Linked DNA regions of Mus musculus: all the other regions are linked to region 2. Evidence: chromatin contacts called from public ChIA-PET, HiChIP or PLAC-seq and capture Hi-C data. All regions are on one chromosome and are shown on one strand. Each heading gives the region's core, a stretch centred on a gene start, on an enhancer-like site or on the middle of the called end of the contact. The rest is flanking DNA. Distances are from core to core; before and after follow the strand shown. Region 1 holds the start of Sbds (SBDS ribosome maturation factor). Region 2 holds the start of Zfp11 (zinc finger protein 11). Region 3 holds the start of Adgrd1 (adhesion G protein-coupled receptor D1). Region 4 has its middle 11 kb from the start of Gm38615.

What was found. ChIA-PET counts read pairs in DNA pulled down with a chosen protein or histone mark. HiChIP or PLAC-seq counts read pairs in DNA pulled down with a chosen protein or histone mark. Capture Hi-C pulls out chosen DNA fragments and counts their contacts.
Region 1: a contact with region 2 is called in an RNA polymerase II ChIA-PET map of memory CD8 T cells, with 7 read pairs. The contact joins the promoter of Sbds here to the promoter of Zfp11 in region 2. A contact is called at or near these places in 1 of 115 datasets of contacts at active chromatin or transcription factors (memory CD8 T cells) and 3 of 9 other capture datasets (adipose tissue, liver and pancreatic islet).
Region 3: a contact with region 2 is called in a capture Hi-C map of macrophages, with 4 times the contacts expected there. The contact joins the promoter of Adgrd1 here to the promoter of Zfp11 in region 2. A contact is called at or near these places in 8 of 39 promoter capture datasets (the 3T3-L1 cell line, the C10 cell line, HPC-7-derived erythroid cells and 4 more), 1 of 115 datasets of contacts at active chromatin or transcription factors (forebrain) and 1 of 9 other capture datasets (macrophages).
Region 4: an H3K4me3 HiChIP or PLAC-seq map of forebrain shows a contact between it and region 2, with 6 times the contacts expected there. The contact joins the enhancer-like site here to the promoter of Zfp11 in region 2. A contact is called at or near these places in 3 of 39 promoter capture datasets (the 3T3-L1 cell line, the C10 cell line and hippocampal neurons), 2 of 484 Hi-C or Micro-C datasets (both in cortical neurons), 8 of 115 datasets of contacts at active chromatin or transcription factors (astrocytes, embryonic basal ganglia, embryonic forebrain and 4 more) and 1 of 9 other capture datasets (embryonic stem cells).

Annotation. Positions count from the first base shown.
Region 1 is chr5:130,254,099-130,257,029 of GRCm38.p6, reverse strand. Sbds (SBDS ribosome maturation factor) reads left to right here and starts at 1,500. Exons shown (of 5, transcript NM_023248.2): 1 at 1,500-1,820. The coding sequence starts at 1,693. It also overlaps a transcript of Tyw1 not described here.
Region 2 is chr5:129,668,550-129,671,514 of GRCm38.p6, reverse strand. It overlaps Zfp11 (zinc finger protein 11), which reads left to right and starts at 1,427. Exons shown (of 3, transcript NM_172462.4): 1 at 1,427-1,455.
Region 3 is chr5:129,095,353-129,098,135 of GRCm38.p6, reverse strand. Adgrd1 (adhesion G protein-coupled receptor D1) reads right to left here and starts at 1,386. Exons shown (of 25, transcript NM_001347486.1): 1 at 910-1,386; 2 at 791-827. The coding sequence starts at 975.
Region 4 is chr5:129,051,310-129,054,210 of GRCm38.p6, reverse strand. No RefSeq gene overlaps it. Among named protein-coding and RNA genes, the nearest start is that of Gm38615, 11 kb to the left of the region's middle. Within about 2 kb of position 1,385, at least 34 of the 459 cell types and tissues checked have an H3K27ac peak or open chromatin away from gene starts, as enhancers often do. A contact at or near this core is called in cortical neurons, embryonic basal ganglia, embryonic forebrain and 2 more, where this site is marked.

The DNA of each region.
Region 1 (2,931 bases), core at 251-2,750, 590 kb before region 2:
AAAAAAAAAAAAAAGGAGCTAGCGGAAGCTCTAACTTCCTCTCTGATAGGCTCAAATAGAAAAGAGGCGGGACCAGAGAGAAGCCATCACTTCTAAACCTGGGAAAGATGCTAGAGCACTTCCTGTACTTCTCGGATTGGCTCAGAGTGGAAAGGGGCGGGCCTGTGGGAAACGCGGTCCAGAGCGGGAGATGCAAAAGCAAGCGAGCTTCCTGCTCCACTGTTATTTCTCGCTTCGGCTCAGAAGGGGAAAGGGCAGGACAGAGGGCAGTACTATCAAGAAATAAATGACAACCTGGCATGCTGCTGACTGACCATTAATCCTAGCACTCCAGAGGCACAGGCAGACGGATCTCTGGGAGTTCCTAGTTAATGGACAGCTTGTTCCGCCGCGTAGTGAGCTCCAGGACTACGTATGCCAGGGCTATAAAGAGACCTTGCCTCAATCAATCAGTCAATAAATGGAAAAAAGGAATTCAGCTTGATGACACAGACCTGTATTTCAGCGCTCTTGAGGCTGAAACAAAATGATCACGAGATTCAGGATAGCTACTATTTGGAGAAAGAGTCTCACTGTGTAGCTCTGGATGGCCTGTAACTCGCCTATATAAAACAAAATGGCTTCGAATTTACAACGCAATTAGCCTGCCTCTGACTCCCATGTGCATAGGTGACTAAGCCAAGAGAGTTTTTATTTACTTCTTTTAAAAGTTATAGCCGGGCGTGGTGGCGCACGATTTTAATCCCAGCACTCGAGAGGCAGAGGCAGGCGGATTTCTGAGTTCGAGGCCAGCCTGGTCTACAGAGTGAGTCCCAGAACAGCCAGGGCTACACAGAGAAACCCTGTCTCAAAAAAAAAAAAAAAAAGATATATATATGTGTGTGTGTATATATGTGTGTACATATACACACATATATGTGTGTATATATATCACTGACTGCTCTTCCAAAGGTCCTGAGTTCAATTCCCAGGACCACATGGTAGCTCACAACCATCTGTAATAGGATCTGATGCCCTCTTCTGGTGCGTTTGAAGACAGCTACCGTGTATTCATATACATAAAATAAATAAATAAATCTTTTAAAAAGTAAATCTTAAAAAAAAAAAAATAGGGCTGGCGAGATGGCTCAGTGGTTAAGAGCGCCGACTGCTCTTCCTAAGGTCCCGAGTTCAAATCCCAACAACCACATGGTGGCTCACAACCATCCGTAACGAAATCTGATGCCTTTTCTGGAGTATCTGAGGACAGCTACAGTGTACTTACATATAATAAATAAATCAAAAAAAATTTTTTTTTAAATTTAAAATGAGCGCAGCCTCTGAACTCTGCAGAACTATTCAACCAAAATATCATGTTTCCACCCAGATAATAAACATTACTCACCCATAATAGGTAGGCGTAACTGGCGCCTGTAAATGACGTCATCACAGAACGACCCGCCTTCCTTTGAGGGTGGAACTAGAGGGCGTAAAAAGTCACGGCGCGCAGGCGTGGTTGCTTTCTTATCGGCTGCCTGGCTAGTGCGCCACTTGACGCATGTGCAGTAGGGCAATCGGGCGTGCGGTAGCTTCTTCCCTGGTAGGTTCCGGAAGAGCCGCGCACTCCTTGGGCGTTAAGGGTTCGCGCGCCGCAGGGTCGTTTCAGCCGAGCACTTGGCGTCCCCTCGAGCTCGAGATCTGTGAACAGCCACCATGTCGATCTTCACCCCCACCAACCAGATCCGACTGACCAATGTGGCCGTGGTGCGGATGAAGCGGGGAGGGAAGCGCTTCGAAATCGCCTGCTATAAAAACAAGGTCGTCGGCTGGCGGAGTGGCGTGTGAGTAATCCTGTGCCCAGAGTTCGGCGGCCTGGCCTCCCTAACCCCGGCTCCTGCGACCCATCGGTACCTTTCAGGCCTGGTTTACCCGATTCGGATTGGGTTCTGCTTTGGGATTTTGTTAGTATCATAAAAACTGCCAACTACAAACGCCATCAGAGCCGGGTGGGACCGATGGTTTAGGCCTGTAATCCCAGCGCCCAGGAAACTGAGGCAGGAGGATTGCTGCGATTTCCAGGCCAGCCTGGAACGTGTGTGTGTGTGTATGTGTATGTGTGTGTGAGAGAGACCGTGACCGACCCTGTACTAATAAAACAAAGCTGCGGTCAAGAGGACCCGAAATTGCAGTAGCCTCTTGGATTAAATGTTTAAATCCGGCCGGGCGGTGGTGGCGCACATCTTTAATCCCAGCACTTGGGAGGCAGAGGCAGGCGGATTTCTGAGTTCAGGGCCAGCCTGGTCTACCGAGTGAGTTCCAGGACAGACAGGACTACAAAGAGAAACCCTGTCTCGAAAAAAAACCAAACCAAAACAAAAAAAGACAGGAATCCAACATTCCAAATGCTATCTCCAAGAAGAGAAACATTATGGTCATTTTCCAGGGATAACAATCGGGAAGCTAATCTTACACCTACAAATCCTGAAATTAAAACGTCACACCTCAGAATCCCCAGTTTCCCAAAGTGCGTAGTAGTGTCTTCGCTACTGCCATCTAGGGACAGATATTCCAGGACAGAAGAAACACCACTCCCCACCACACCCTGAGTTTCCTTACATAAAACAATGATGTAGTTTTTCCCTCTGTGGTGAAGTGGGAGAATCCAGATACTGTCCTTCGCAGGTAGCCACCAGAGAGAGAGTGTGGTGTGTGTGTGTGTGAGATTTCTCTTTTTTTTTTTCTTTAGGGTTTTTGTTTTGTTTTTTTTTGTTTTGTTTGGTTTTTTTTTTTTTTTTTTTTGAGACTGGCCTCAAACTCCCAATTTCCCTGCCTCTGCCTCCTAAATGGTGAGTTACAGATGTGCACATCACACCCAGCTTGCAGCACTTGCCATTTCTCTTGTTGCTATCTTGTGTTTAAATGTGAGTGGATTTTCTACTATCCAGTGGATTC
Region 2 (2,965 bases), core at 178-2,677:
AGCTTACACTTTGCAGGGAAGTCGTGGGCAGGTTCATTTTAACTGTATTTCCTTTAAAAATCTCCTTCCTTGATGGAGGATGCTTCTTACACTCTCATCGGTGGTGATTGTAGGAGTTTGTTGGCATGAAGTGTCATGAATTACAGTCCAAATCTTCCCTTTGATTCAGTCATATGTGCAAGTGAGTCTTTCATCTCCAAACTGAAGATTCTTCATGCGTACTCTACTGTAGGAAACCACTGGGGGAAAAGCTGAGCAATGTAAGCTGAAAATAATTCTATGTAAGCTGAGCAAGCCAGTAAACAGCACTCCACTATGGCCTCTGCATCAGTTCCTGCCTCCAGGTTCCTGCCCTTTTTGAGTTCCTGTCCTGTTTCCTTCAGTGATGAAGAGTGCTCTAGAAGTGTAAGCAAAACAAACCCTTTCCTCCCCAAGTTGCTTTGGTCATGGTGTTTCACAGCAATAGTAACGCTAAGACATACACCATAGTCAAACTAGAAATATCCAAAGATTAACTGAAAATCAAGAGAGAAATAAGCAAAATCAACACATATCTAGCAAAGTATGATCTCAGTTACAGAAATAATCTAATCAGAATTAGAAATTTAAAAGTGAAGCCAGAGGTTGTGGCATACACCTTTAATCCCAGCGCTTGGGAGCAGAGGCAGGTGGATTTCTTAGTTTAAAGCCGCCATGATCTACAGAGTTCCAGAACAGCCAGAGATACACAGAGAAACCCTGTCACAACAAACAAACAAACAAACAACAAGTTTCTTTAAAGTCAAAGAAAAAGACTATCAATATAGGATTCTGTATTCATCAGCGCATTCTTTCCAGAACAAAGTGGGAGTCAGGTTGCCCTGACATGCCATGATATCTAATACATATCTAACAGGGGTTTGAAGCAACTATATGGAAATGCAAAAAAACAAAAACAAAAACAAAAACAAAAAACAAAAAACAAAAAACAAAAAACAAAACAAAAACATTGTACAAAATTCTTAAGAGAATTGTCAAAAATAATCTATACAGCAAAGACCTATCATTTTTGTCCCTACTCAGCCTGGAAGTGATAACTTGCAGTGTTAATCAAGGCTGTGGGATGCCAAAAGTGGTCTGCATCCAGGTCCCTTAGACTGAGAACTACCATGGAGACAGACTTCATTCTGTCTTGGCGGGCTTTGGGTGGGGTGCCACCATCACTGGAGACCGTTTCCTATTTGCACCTCCGGTCCAGCTCTTGCCAGCCAGCCTGTTGCCCTCACCACTTGGACTCCCAGGGAGGATTATTCCTAGCCACCTCGGAACCCAAACACTCTCCGGGTCACCGCGGAACCCGGAGACCCGGGAACCCAGATACCCCGGAACGGAAGCCTGCGGAAACCGGAGACCAGAGAACCCGGACACTCTGGAACGGGACACCGCGGAAAAGATCCGTTCCGGAATCGGGACAAGGTGAGTCCGGGCTCGGCCTCCGAGCAGGGAGGTGGTTTTTGTAGATGCAGCGGTGCGGGATCGGCGGCCAGTCCCGGGTCGGGTCGAGTTCTCTAGGGCATCTGTCAGCTCGCGGCGAGGGCCCAAGGCTGGCAGCCCGATGGCGGGATACTGGGGACATCCCGACTCCCCGTGTGCCGGTCCTGCCCGAGAAAAGCCCTGAGCTGGGGTCCGCACCCACTTCTCCCCAGCGGCCTGCACCTTGGACAGTAAATTCCTACGAATTTCCCATGTCTTCACATTAAACTGTCCCCGCGTATCAAACAAATTCTTGTGCTTTTTATATTTCTGCCCCCCCCCGCCCCCGTGCACATCGGGTAGCAATGCAAAAGGACTTGTTTTGTGTTCGTGAACCGTGCGTCTGTGCAGAAAGCACTGGACAGCTATTAATTAGAATCCTAGTAAAACTTTTCACGTCACTCCTTCTCCCTAGGCACGGGCACTTTAGCACGAAAAACCTTTGGGTTGAGCTTTCCCCTGGCTGATTTCAGAGGTGATACATATGCCTTTTTTCTTTTTCTTTTTTCTTTTTTTGGTACTGGATTTCAGTACTTCTGACCTCAAGCGCAGGTACTAGGTGCTACCGGTGCCATGTCCCAGATTAGGAGTTGTTAAGGTCCCTGGGATTCTGTCCTCGGCGGATCTGTGAGCCTGCAGCCTTTAAGGCTGGTTACCAAAGGGATACAGGGACTGTTTTATTTACATATCTTGGCTACTGTAATATTATAACTGTGTCCTCATCTTGGTATATTTACTCTCTATTGTGACTTATGGGTCATACAGTAAGCCAGCTTTAACTTTTTTTTCAAGAGCTTTCACGTTATTTAAAAATTCATATACTCACCTTGCCAATAGTTCCCAAGGACTGCCCCTCCCTGTGTTTATGTTCCCTAGACCCCCCTCCCCCCTTTTGTTTTTTCTTTAATGACAGACATCTCTTCAAGTAGCCCATTCTGGCCTGGAAGTTTCCTTTTTTTTTTGGTTGATGCCTCCTGAGTGCTGGGTTAGCTTTTTGGTAAGAGCTCCCAGTCCTGGGTTTAATCGTTGTTGCAAATAAATGAGAGTCCATGCTTTGACATAGCTCCTGGAAGCATATACTAGAAACACTTCAGGACTGTACAGGGACCTGTGATTTCTAGCTTTTTTACCTCATGACTACTACCCTGTGACTGTGCTTACACGTGTGTGTATAGTTATTCACTGCCTGAGGTCTAGGGAGACTTTTCATCACCTTTGTTTCCAAAAAGTTTGGCAGTTCATATATGGATCCTTTAATGAAAGATTGGGGGGGGGGTCAGTGCCCTGCCCCCCCCCCCAACCAATTCCATGAAGTTTAAGGATGCTCTGTTTGTTCCAACAACAACAACAAAAGCCTGAAGGATTCCAAATGCTCTCTTTTTCTAGTATTCTCTCTTCTTCGGTTTACTGATACCATGGTCAACTCTGTTGTTGTGCGTTCTCTGAAATGATC
Region 3 (2,783 bases), core at 137-2,636, 570 kb after region 2:
AGCTGGGCTCCTATTTAGAGGCAGGCTGATCCAACTGATCAGTTCTGCTGGGAATCCCAGCCTCCCTGAGCTCTGAGTCACTGGCTTCTTTACGCTGACCCACCAGGCTTTTCCAGAAATGGGCTAGACGTTCTTGTCCTTTGCCTCTGAACCTTCATCAAGAACCTCTCAGCCTGGAGAACCTGCCACAAGCAGGCGGCAAGCCCCTTCCCATCCATCCCCACTGTAAATGTGGCGACCCTCTCATCTATAACAGGACTGTGATCCATCGTTCCAACAAGTGTCACCCTCCTGCTTCTAAAAGGGAAGTCACAACAGCCAAAGACAAATATCCCAATAGTGACCTGCCCCTCCATCCCCTCTGTGCATGTTCAGCACAAGTGGCAAGTGCTACCTGGTGGTGTCCAGGACACTCAGGAGGGCAGCTCACAGCACCATGATGCTGAAGGCACCAGGGAGAGTGCCCACGGTGGTGGCCCTAAGGGTGAAGTTGAAAGAGCAAAAGCCCTTCTACTCTGAAGGACATGTCTCCTTAATTAGATGACAACACCTGACCTGGAGCAAGAGGCAGCTGGGACAGAGACCAGCTTTCTCAGCAGCAGCCCGAAGACACTGGTCACACCAGGGCTGTCGTCTCAAAGGACAGGATGTATTTTCTAGGGTTGAGGATCCCAACAAGGGGTTAAACAAATAATCTTATATTTATATAAAACAGAAATTATTTGTTTAACCCCCAAAGGCAAGAAGCAAAGCAGTCATCACAGGGGGGATGTGGGGGTGGGGGGCTTACCTGGATGTTCCTGGGCTCTGGGCTGAGTGCTACACACCTGTAAGAAAGATCACAGATTAGTACCAGGACATTCTCCTGAAGACGTGTACCCCAGCTGCCTTGGAGGCCAAGAGCGTTACCTGGACGCTGCAAAAGGACCAGAGTAGCCAGACCCAGCTGCAAGGGAATGCTGGAAGATCCTTCATGGTGGGAACCAGGCAGTGGGATTCGCCCACAGCCTGCAGGGAACTTCTCTACCTCCTGCTTCCCGGGGACAAGGACATCTTCATCACGGGTTTCTCACCGCAACATCTGTCCCCTAACGTTTTTTGATTTATGGTGCCTGAAAGCAGTAGGTGCAATTCTCCTCTCCGAACTGGAGTCTTCAGGGACCTGAAGGCTAGAGGCAGTGCTGAGTTGGATAAGCACTCCTTCTCAGCTCCACCAGAGTCCCCAAGGCTCTGGCTGCTGATGGGCAGGCCAGAACCTCTGGGTGCCTACAGGCTTAGGAGTCTGTGTCCTGGGTCTGGGACTGGTGGGCACTTGCCTCCTGTCTCAAGTCTCAAGTCGGAGCTCAGAGCTCAGCCCGTAGCTTGGAGCTTAGTGATGTGTGTACTGCCTCCCTCTGCAGCTGAGCTCCGCCACACCTCGTTGGCCCAGAGTCCAGCCCGTGGCTTTGGGTGGAGAGCCAGAGTGATGTCAGCGGGCCTCAAACTTTGTTCTTCTCTATTTATATCCATCCCACTCTGGCCTTTCCTGGGTCCTAACACCAGTCTGTTAACAACAGCTGAGTCCTTTCCAGGACTTTCCCATCAAAGGGTGGCCAGACTGGCCTGGGGCTTTATACTTGGATGAGAAAGTGTATGTGTAAGAGTGGGAGAGGTTGTGAGGGTGAGACTGTGTGTGAGTGCAGTGGTGAGAGTATAAGTGTATGGGGTAAGAAAGTGTGTGTATGTGTGTGCAAGTATATGTGTGTGGGTATTGGGATACAAGCAAGTGAAGGTATTGAAGGATAGTAAGCATTGGGGGCATATGGGAAGTAAGACTAGATATAAATGAAGGATGGGGAAGAAGAGGAGGTGTACAACAGTGTGTGAGCAAGTGTGTGTGTGTGTGAGCAAGTGTGTAAGGGTATGAACAAGTCTGTGAGGCTGTGAGGAACTGTGCGAGGGTGTGAGGAAGTGTGTGAGCATATGAGCAAGTGTGTGAGGCTGTGAACAAGTGTGTGAAGGTGTGTGTGAGGGTGTGAGCAAGTATGTGAGGGTACAAGTGTGGGGAGATGTGGGTGTTAAGAGTGTGAATGGGGTGTGGCTGAGTGTGGGCCTACATATGTCAAGATATCTTCTACTCTGTGCTTTCATAGTTGTCATGTGCTTGTGAGTGTGGATGTGCACAAATGTGTGTGTGTATGAGTGTGGTTCTGTAGAAATGGGGGGACAATGTATATGCATGTGATATATGTATGTGTGTGATGTGTGTGTGTGTTTGATGTGTGTATGTGTTTGATGTGTGTATGCATGTCATGCATGTATGCATGTGATGTGTGTATTATGTGATGTATGTATGTGTGTGATACATGTATGTGTGTGATGTGTGTATGTATGTGATGTGTGTATGTGTGTGTATGCATGTCATATGGATGTGATGTATGCATATTCTTTGGATGTGTATGAGTGTGGCCATGTAGGCATGTAGGGCATGCATTGGTGAGTGTAGGTAGGGATGGGTGGGTATGAGTATGAGTGAGTGTGGCTTGTGAGTGGGTGTGAGGTCATACATAATACGTGTCTATTAGCACCCTCAAAGCCTCATAAGTGTGTGGAGACCCGTGAGTTAAAAAGCACGTACTGCTGTTGCTGAGGACCTGAGTTCAGTTCCCAGCACCCACATGGGGCAGCTCACAACCACATGTAGCTCCGACTGCAGAAGATCCAACGCCCTCTCCAGCCTGCTCACGCATCCTCACACACATATACATAAATAAAAATGAGAAATCTTTAAGACAAAATGTTAA
Region 4 (2,901 bases), core at 136-2,635, 620 kb after region 2:
TGGGTGGGATGTTAAGAAAAGAGCCAAGGGGCATCTCAGACTTGGGAGCATCTTCAATGCCGGTGTTATGATTTATGTACAGCAAGGGTATTAATAGCACACAGAAGGATGCCTCCAATACTTGCATGGGGAATAGCTCAGTGACAAAAAAACAAAAAACAAAACAAAAACAAAAAAACAAAAAACAAAAACAAAAAACCCTAAGTACTAAAAACCTTAATTGCCAAGCCAGTAGACAAAATGTCTCATTATTGCCATGAAAAAAAAAGTAAAAAAATTGATAAATTTGGCTATATTGTAGAATGCAAAGACCAAGCTGGGTGTAATGACTCCAGTCTTTAATGGCGGCATTTGGGAGGCAGAGGCAGGTAGATCAAGTTTAAGACTAGCCTCATCTAGTTAGAATTTCAGGCCAGCCAGGACTACATAGTGAGAAAGAAGAGGAGGTAGGAATATTTCCAATCCTCTAGACTAGCCTGGTCTAGTTAGGCCAGCTAGGGCTACATAATGAGAAAGGGGAGGGGGTAGGAATATTTCCAATACTTTAGACTAGCCTGGTCTAATTAGAGTTCCAGGCCAGCAAGTGCCACATAATGTGAATGGAGGGAAAAATATCTCCACCCCTTTATCAACAATATTTCCTACAGAAAAGGTCTCTCAAAATTAATGAAAAAAATGAAATGGAGCTTTCAGCAAAAGCAGTGGGGGGGATAAAAAGCGGGTAGCCACAAAGAAAGGCCCAGCGCCCAGCATGGACGGAAGCATCAACTCCCATTGGAAGGAGATGCAGAAATTCAAACCATGCTGAGTTACCAAGACACTGATCAGAAGAGCAAGATCTGGAAACCTCAGAACTTCGGGGAGGATCCAGAGCTTGGAAAGACGATTAGGCAACAAAGAGCTGGCAAAACAGATCAGGGGCCAGCGCTGCCCCCTCCTGGGAACCTCTGTGCCAACGAGAAGTCTGCACACACGCGGCAAACGACAAGCCTGCGCGGGTTATGTCTGCAGCTGTGTTCTTAATAACAAAACATTATCAACAACCCAGGGAGAGAGCCGGTTCAATATACATAATGTGGAGCATTCTCCCAGAGACTCTACTGTGTGGAGGGGGAAAAGAAAAGCCAGACATCAATGGCCTCTTTGAGTAGAGAGAAAATAAGGGCCTATCGCCTAATTGTTTGTTTCTGCATATTCAAATCATGGAGGGACACGGGAGAAATAAAAGCAGACTGGAGCTGCGGGGGTGAGAGAGATGCCGCCCATCCAGGTGCCTCCAGCACTCCCGCTTTGGGTCATGTGAATGTCTAAGCATCGCTTGTGCAAATAATTCTAAGTACTAAGACCTCGCTAACTGCTAGCACACACAGCATGACAAAGGACCACACTATGGAAAGGGGTTTGAGCAGCCTGTTGCCAATGGTTACAGCGATGGGCAGAGGATTGGGAGAGGGGAGCATGTACTTTCAAAAAGTGCTTGAGAATCACATTGCCTGTGATGAACAGCCACTGTGTATATGAGGTTCCTGTCCCAGAGCATCTACCGCGTTTATAATTACCATCTACTTCTGTCTAAGTAAAACCAGCCTCCCCCCCCCTTTTTTTTTATCTTTCCAATAAAGAGCCAGGGAGATGGCTCTGTGGGTAAGGGGGCTTGCCGCCAATCCTGACAACTTGTCTTCTGTACCTAGGATCAACATGGTTGACGGAGAGAACCAACATAACAAATAATACAAAATTTTATACATAAACAAATAAGCATAATAAAAAATCCTAATATATAAAAGTGTCTTTTCTTTTTCAAAAGAAAACCCAAATGAACAGGCTTTTTTACATTGTAGAAGGAAAACACTCAACCCTCTTTATGCTTATTATCTATAAGAGGTTTATTCCTTAATGTTTCAGTTATCATAGGAGCATGGGGTTCCAAATTCAGCCGCATTTTTACATTAGCCTGTATGTATGTATGTATTTATTTTTACTTTCCTAAGTTCACTCTAGAGCCAGGTATGGTCGTGAATACCTGTAAGCCCATCACTCTAGGGGCAGAAGCAGGAAGGTCTCAGGTTCCAGGCCAAGTTTAGTGACACAGTGCCACCCAGTGTTAGAAAACCAAACACAGGCTGAGCCTTTAATGCCTGCCTGCTTTCCGGAGGCAGAGGCAGGAGGATTTCTGTGACTTTGAGGCCATGGTGAGCTCTAAAACAACCAGCTCTACATAGAGAGACCCTGTCTCTAAAAAGAAAAGAAGGGAGGAAGGGAGGGAGGCAGGGAGGCAGGGAGGCAGGGAGGAGAAGAGGAGAGGAAGGGAGGAGAGGGGAAAGGGAGGAGAGGGGAGGGGAGGGGGGAGGGGAAAGGGAGGGGAGGGGAGGGGAGGGGAGGAGAGGAAAGGAGAGGAAGAGGAGGAGGGAAGAGGAGAAGAGGGGAAGGGGAAAAGGAGGGGAGGGGAGAGGAGAGAGAGGAGGAGAGGAAGGGGAGGGGGAGGAGGAGAGGAGAAGAGGAAGAGGAGGGGGAGGGGGGAGGAGAAGGAGAGGAGCCTCGGGTCTTTACACAAGTGATGTGAGGTTCACATGGCTGCAAGCATACACACAAAAACAAATGAAATAAATCAATAAAAATCTAATAAGAATTTGCTGGACGGTGGTGTCACACACCTTTAATCCCAGCACTTGGGAGGCGGAAGGAGGCAGATAGTCTGTGAATTTGAGGTCATCCTGGTCTGCAGAATAAGTAGCCAGGGCTGCAAAAAAAAAAAAAAAAAAAAAAAAAAAAAAAGTAATAAAATCTGAAAACAAACCAAAGAAACGACCCAACCTCCAGACTGCCTAACTCTTTGGGGAAGAAAGCACGGTCTTCGTTCCTGAGGCACAGTTTCAAGGCATGTGCACTGTTCTGAGATGA